2 separate regions of the Zea mays genome follow, and region 2 is linked to region 1. Evidence: chromatin contacts called from public Hi-C data. All regions are on one chromosome and are shown on one strand. Each heading gives the region's core, a stretch centred on a gene start, on an enhancer-like site or on the middle of the called end of the contact. The rest is flanking DNA. Distances are from core to core; before and after follow the strand shown.

Region 1 (3,825 bases), core at 652-3,151:
GTCATTGCATAGCTCTGGTAACTTAATACAAATATTAAGTTTGGTTTTGATCAAATTTATTTGTCTTATCTTTTATTTGTTTTATTAATTTTGTTTTGAATTTCGGGCTCTGATGTGAATTTCGGGTCCTGATGTGAATTTTGGGCCAAAAATTGAATTTCGGGCCCTAATATGAATTTCGGGCTTTTATCATTTCGGACCGCCCGAAATGAGCCCGACACGTTTAAGCAATTACGGGCCGGGCCGAGGGCTAGGCCCATAGGCCGGCCCGGCACGGTCCAAAATTCAAATGGGTCGAGCCGGCCCGAAATTCAAACAATACAGACTTTTTCGGGCTTGGGCCGGGCCGGGTTGGGCGGTCCGAATGTACACATAGGACTGACCAGCGAGCCAGCACCAGCAGTGGCCCAGGTGATGATGCGCGTGCGGGCGACAGAGAAGCTGACCGAGCGGCTATCCAGCGGGCCCCACGTGGCAGTGGAAGAAGGTAGGGACGGTGGGGGAATAGTGGGCCTCGCGGGTGGTGACTTGAACTGGGCCGAGATGAGGAACTTGGGCCGAATCAGCTTAGTTCATTCTTTTTTCTTATTTCTATTTCCTGATTTTCTTACTTTTCAAATTCTGAAATTCCAATGTAAATATGAGTTGATTCAAAAAATATCCAGATTATATGCAACATATAAAGAACCCAACATGATATGCAAGTCATGTTTATTTTCTAGGTTAATTATTCATTTAAGCAAATGTTTAAACTATGGAACACATACACTATTCTTTATAGGAATATAGTATTTTGTGTGTGGGCTACAATTGTAAATTAATTCAAAATGAATATCCCATTCTTATCTACTTTTAGAGGACCTTAGCATATGACTTTTATCAAGGGTTACATTAATTAAAATGTTTTTAAAATATTTTTAATTATTTAGCTCATGAGAGAGAATTCTTCATGTTAGCAAATGGGTTGAAGACTTCCTCGTATTATGTTTTTTTTTTCCTGTATTGAGAAATTAACCTCTAGTTTTAAAATTTTTAGGGTCTATCTCTAACAACATTTTTTGTATCGCCATCTATTCACTTCAAGAGAAGATAAATTAAAAAAATGAGGAACCCTTATTAGGACTCACTTTAATTCTTAATCTTTTGGATAACTCTTATAAATCCAAAAATAGGATTTTGGGTTACAATCGATCATTAGGTGCTAAGTCGAAGGCCTCGTCGAAGTTGCTACATAGCGTAGGCCCCGGTCGCCCGTGATCTTGTACAAGTATGGTTAGTTAAAATAAGGGGTCGAGCCTTCGTGTCGTTGATCGAGGGGTCGAGCCTTCGTGTCGTTGATCGAGGTCATGTTTAGCCTTCACCCCAACAAATGTCATTCATGTTTTTTTGCTGATTATATTTCATATCTTTGTATATGATCATTGTATATTGAATGAGGCTATACCCGAATGCTTCTAGCATGCTTGAATATTATGGCTCAATCTGAATACGTGGATACTTCATCATTCGACATATGTGGAATTATGTGTTGTGCAAAAACTTTATATGAATTCAAATTTGCATATGTAAGGTGTATGCGATTTTAGTGATCAAATGTTGTGTGAATCTATTATTATTCAGTGTGCATCATACAATCAACCGATTACAAACAAATTATGTCATTTTTTATTTTTCAAAAATAAACAAGGTTTAACCGAAAACGCTCGATATAGGCGCGTTTTGACGGATTTTTTTTTTTAAATTTGAAAGCCCAAACCGTTCAGCAGTTTTCGTTTTTTTTTCTGGATAGGAAGCGGGAAATCGGGATAAACGAGATGGTTAACCGTGGGTCCACACAGCAGAGCTTCATCGGACATAATGACTTTCTCTGAAGTCTGACCCTTCCGCCCAACCTTCCCTCATCCTGTCATCCACCCTCGCCCAACCGACGGCTACCGGTTGTAAGATTGGAATCGTTTGATGGCCGCCGCCGCCGCTTCGCCTCCGGTTCCTTTAGGACCCGATGCCTCCGATCTACTGGACGGGGATCTCCGTCTCAAGTTCGTTGTTGCCCACCCCCCCCCCCCCCCCCCCCCCCCCCCCCCCCCCCTGGACGGGGATTTTACTGTTCAGTTGCTTACCTTTTTCTCTGGTGAAATTCGCTATGAGGGTGCACGATTGTAGTAGTTTTTTTACTTATTCAGCCATTAGATGCGAAAAAGTTCGTGCAGTTGTTGTTTGCCGTGATAGGATTCCCCCGCTAGACCAGAAACCGCTGTGTCGCCGTTGTTGTGTTTGCTGTCATGGCAAATATAGATTTCTTCGGCTTTTTATGTGTTTGAGCTTTGTTTTCTTTGCCATCGTGCAGGCCCGCTGTGGCAATCTCATGGGATTCCGAAGGTACATATCTCTATCTGCTTACCCTCGGCCTTTCTTTTTACACTTGCGTTGCTTACACATCTCTGTCTTTACCTTGGGCCTTTCTACACTTTTTGCTTGCTGCTCTCTCCCGCGGTGACCTGCATGTTCATGGAGTGGTCTTGTGGTGTAGAAAAGTAGATAGAATGCCAGGGTATTAATGCAAGGCGCCAAGTTATTACACGAAGCTATACCCCTTGCTGTGCGGTTCGAAAAAGAACCTTCCTCCTCGAAGGACAAAGCCACAAAGGAATAACATTCCTTTCACTGCTCTCTTCTTTCCTTTTGAAAGTTTGGAAGCCTAGACACATTTCTGTGTGATTACCTGTTACCTTTCTACACTGCTTACTGTTTCCCAGAATCCCAATGATTTGTATGTACATTGAGTGGTCTTGTATAGTACAACCAAGCAGATACAATGTCAAGGTATTGATGCAATGAGACAAGTTATTAGGGGGTGTTTGGTTCTCCTGACTAAAGTTTTTTTTTCTCGAACATGCAGGAGAGCTGCGTATCATTCTATTAAAAGAAGAAATAAACAAGGTCTAAAATAAACCGGGGTACAACTGACGCCTTACGGCGGCCTGAACGAAACTAGCATAGACTGACTCATCTATAAAACTCTAGGCTACATGAGAGAGGGAGGCAACAAGGGATGTCAACCCCTTGGCCCCGGCAGTCTCCCACAGACGGCGCTCATCCCCCACATGGATTAGGAAATTAGCAACATTAGGGGAAAGGCCATCAAAGATGCATCTGTTCCGATGATTCCACAAAATCCAAGCGCCCAGCATAATGAGGGAGTTTAGGCCATCTCTGAAGGACCCCTGAATAGCTTCATTTGCTTGATGCCACCACTCCATAAAATTAATATCCGTTGGTTGGGGGGCCAAACCCTGCAGCCCGAATTGCCTTAGAAGGAGGAACCAACATTCTCTTGAGAAAACGCAATTCACAAGCAGATGGTCAATTGTCTCCCTCTCCTGCTCACATAAAGGACATTTTTCCGGATGATCCAGCCCCCGCTTCTCAAGTCTTTTAGTTCAACACGATCAGGTCGCGTTGTTGTAATCAAGGCACCCTCTGCCAATGAAGGTGGGTCACTGACATAACTGGAGCTCTCATGACCGTCGTTCTTTGTGATTATGTTGTATTCGGGAACTTCATTGGAATAACTGCCAATGAAGGTTTTTCTGTAGTAGCGTCTTAAGCAAGTCTCTGCTCTAGTGCTCTCTATCTCTCTCGCTCCTTGCGCCGGTGAAACGTGTGGATGGGCAGCTCACCCGGCAATAGGGGAAGCCATGTAACTTTTCTACCTTCTTTATGAAATACGTGCTAAGCACGTTCAATAAAAAAACCCGAAGCTATACTGTCTGTTGTGCAGTTCGAAAAGAATCCCCTCATCAAAGGAGAAAGAAATAACATTCC
Region 2 (3,825 bases), core at 470-2,969, 570 kb before region 1:
CTATATACATATATTTCGCTTCTGTTAGAGTGAACGCACTAACCAGTCAAACCCAAAAGCTTAAGTTGATAAGAGAAGGTAGACAATCCACTTATACACTTCAACATGCTCACTCACGCGTGGCCACATAGAAACACACAAACATGAAAATAAATGGGTGGAAGCACAAATAAAGCCTCTACTAGGATTCGAACTCGAGACATTTATCTCTGATACCATGAGTGGACACACTAACCAGTTCAACCCAAAAGATTAAGCTAATGAAAGAGGTAGAATCCACTTATACACTTCGACAGCTTCAACCTAGTAAAATGCATGCCATCTAATAAGAACATTTCCATATGTATCCAGTATCCAATCACAAACGTTAGAGCTAATAAGTTCACAAGGTTATTTTTCAATTGACATTTTCAGTCATAGCTTCGAGAATAAGGAAACTACGAAGGTTGTAAACTGAGAAAGTGAAGCCATATCACCTCAGGCCTGTTCTTAATGCTCTTTGCCCGGTGAGCATAATCCAATGTACTCAGGGTTTCTTCGAGACAATGCACAGAGGGTGAAACAGTAGCGATAATACAAGTCTTTGTTCTTCCTCCTAATGAATCACGCAGCAATCTTGTGAGTTTGCTGTCCCTGAAAGATAGGAGAACTTTCAGCAAGGTAACAAGCGGCAATTATTGTATCTGCACCTACATGATCAACTGCCGCTTACCTGTAAGGAACATGTCCAAGGTGTTCGACCAATGCCGTAATCACACGACCCAGAGTAAGCAAGCTTTTATTAATTTCGCCAGCCTCCCTTGCACGGCCCTATAGTCAAGAGGAAGTGCATTACTTCAGAATAGAATATTATTGATGCTAAGAGATGAAGGTATTTAAAAGTAGCATTCAAGCTTGTTCCACAATACAATACCTCCTTAGCTCCAGAACGAGAGATGTTCTCGGACCCAGCCAAGTCAACTAGATTTAACTTCCCGCATTTTATCAGCTCTTCTCCTTCAGGGGTTGCCTCTTTTATGTGAATAGTGATTGAGAATAGAGAGTGGGACCGGCTAAAATGTTAAAAGTAGTAATGAGCACATAAAGTTTGTTGTAGCGGTATAGTTCAAAAGAAGACTGGCTGAGATTGACCTAGATTGCTTGTTCAGTAATGTCTCTGCAGTGCGGCGTTTTGCAGACCCCCTTTCTAACAGAGAGAATATTTCACTCGCGTTCGTAACAATTTCTTCCTCGAGACCTCGAACAAGAACTCCACCCTTCCCATCCTCCATAAGATTAAGAGGTAAGGCTTTCTTCTGTTTATCCTCAAATGCAGCCTTAGATATCTCTTCAGGAGCAAGAAGATCTGTAATTTCCTCATTGTACAGCTCAAGGAACGTGATCTTAACACTGTACTCGGTGTTCTGCCTCTCCAGGGTATCAAAGATTTGCTTCACTGCCCGAGGTATAACTCCAGCGTCTGCAGGTAATTGACCCTTCGGTCCACTCTGCAAGCATTCTTGCATAATCGGTGACCAGCGAATGAGACAACCAGGAACCATAATAGTCATAAAAAACAGCAGACTTGCCTTGGCTCTCCTGCACTCGCCTTCCATGGTGTATGTTTTTCCAGTGCCTGTCTGGCCATACGCAAATATGGTGCAATTAAATCCCTCTAAAACCTCATTTACAATAGGAATAATGGCCTGGTCATACAATTCCTTCTGCTTTGCTGTCGGTCCAAAAACCTGGGAATAGGGCACTGCATGTTACAGTTCAGCACCTGGCAGCCAAACCTGAAACAAAGTAAAGCTGTGGCGCGGCTTGCACTAGCCGTTGAAATATAAGATAAGTGAATTGCCCTCTTCCTATCAGCTTAAGTACATGCAACTTAATATGATATCAAAGTCACCCAAAAGTCATGAGTTCAAATCCTGATTAGCACAATTAAAATAAAAAAATTGTTGTGCGCTCCTATTTCACATCTGAGACTCAAGAGACGTTAGACATGAGAGGGTGTTAAAATATAATAAGTGAATTGCCCAAGCTTTTGATAGTAACTTAACATGATTGCCTATACTAGCATAATTAAAACGTGCAGAACAGCCTGAACAGGTGCTTATTACGAGTGTTCCACATTAAGCAAGAGTATTATAGTCAAACAATATTGTTTGAATTCACAAGCTAAACACTTGCACTGCAAATTGAGCTTGTTTGGATGCAAGCAACCGGTCTCATTGTTAAGCAGCCATAGATATTAAATGTCCCCCCAGAATGAACCAGGGGAACAAACACAATAGAATACTGGTGGGGATTCGCCAATCATTCACTAATTTTAAACTGGTCACACTGAAATAGAACTAGCCACAGCCACATCGCCGTAAAAACAAATGCAAGCATCAATGGGGTGGGGGAAACGCATCCAGTCACTGAAACTCCCACATCACGTGGTCAGAAACGAGGTAGAGGGCAGCAGACCTTGTCGAAGGCGTAGACCCGATCGAACTGCTTCCCGGCGATGTTCTGCGTGACGGCGACCTCCCGCTGGTAATCGTTGCAGGTGATGACCTGCGGCGCGTTGTTCCGGAGCTCATCATCGCTGAAGGGCCTGCGGAAGCAACCACGCGGGGATCAAAGGGCGGCGGATCTGGGGTGTGGGGGCTGAAACCGACTGCGCGCGAGAGAGAGGGAGTGAGAAATCGACGGCTGCCCGTGGCAAGTACCTGCAGCGGAGGAGAACCTGTACGTTCACCGACTTCTCCTTGTCATGTCGCGACGACATGGCGCAAGCGACGGCGGAGAGCAGCGCTGGACGGGCGGGCTGCGGTGGCTTAGATTTCAAAATATCTGCATCAAGAGGGGGAGGACTGAGGAGCGGGTGCGGGTCGGGAAGAGGGAGAATTCGAACTTTTGGGGGTTGCGACAGCAGGTGCGTCAGATTTATGCTATGAGCCGTTGGATAGGCAGCCCTCAACGTGTGTGAACTGGGCTCGGCCCAATAGGCCTGTTAGTGGGGTCGTGCGTCGTTTTGATATTTCTCTGTCTCCCCTCTACTTTGTAAATCTGTACTACTCTATAAGGACTCAATGTGAACGTTCACAATGCTTTACCATGCCCCCGTCGCCTCCGTCTCACGAGCCACCGCCCCGACCGCGCTCCCCCGTGTCCTGCGGCGTCTGCACCCTATGTGCCCCGTCGTGCTCTCTCCCACGCCCGCGGACCGTCGTGCCCCCTCCCCTGATCTCGAGCACGCCCACGCGTGAACCCAGCCCTAGCCATGCCCCCGCCGAGCCCCCGCCCCCGGATCTCGTGCATGGATGACCGGCATGGATGGCGCCCCCGATCTCGCGCCCGCCCGCCCGCCCGTGTGTTAACCCAGCCCGAGTCGTGCCCGCACTGAGCCCTCGCCCCCGGATCCTGCGTGTGGACCCAGCCTCCGCCGCGCCCCCGGATCCCTGGCGCCACCATATCCGACCGCATGGGAGGCGTTGTACTCGTGCTTCGCCGGAGACTCTCGCACGGCGGTCGCGCGCCTACGGATCTCGGCTCGGTCAATGCCGCCGCCACCTGTGGCGTTAGTTTTGCTGGGCTGCAGTGGGTGCAGGGGAAGGCTGGCGAGGACCGCGTCTATATCGTGGTGTCCAAAGAGCAGGGCTAGGTGTTCGTCGGCATCTACGATGGCTTCAACGATCCCGACGCCACAAACTTTCTTGTCTCCCATCCCTACGCCACCGTGCACCGTGAGATCCACAGCCTGCTCTGGGATTAGTGCGAGCAATAGGAGCAGCACGACGCAGATCAATATTGTCATGGAGCATAAGCTTGTGTATATTAGATCCATCAGAT

The links. A called contact is a pair of places that touch in the nucleus more often than the background predicts.
Region 2: a contact with region 1 is called in a Hi-C map of ear, with 2.9 times the contacts expected there. The contact joins the promoter of LOC541861 here to the promoter of LOC100274680 in region 1. A contact is called at or near these places in 2 of 25 Hi-C or Micro-C datasets (ear and tassel).

What each region holds. Positions count from the first base shown.
Region 1 is chr4:53,784,072-53,787,896 of Zm-B73-REFERENCE-NAM-5.0, reverse strand. It overlaps LOC100274680, which reads left to right and starts at 1,901. Exons shown (of 10, transcript NM_001148999.2): 1 at 1,901-2,039; 2 at 2,348-2,379. The coding sequence starts at 1,960.
Region 2 is chr4:54,354,698-54,358,522 of Zm-B73-REFERENCE-NAM-5.0, reverse strand. It overlaps LOC541861 (kinesin-like protein KIN-5C), which reads right to left and starts at 1,719. Exons shown (of 20, transcript NM_001349555.1): 1 at 1,569-1,719; 2 at 1,132-1,487; 3 at 914-1,052; 4 at 713-810; 5 at 477-633. The coding sequence starts at 1,595.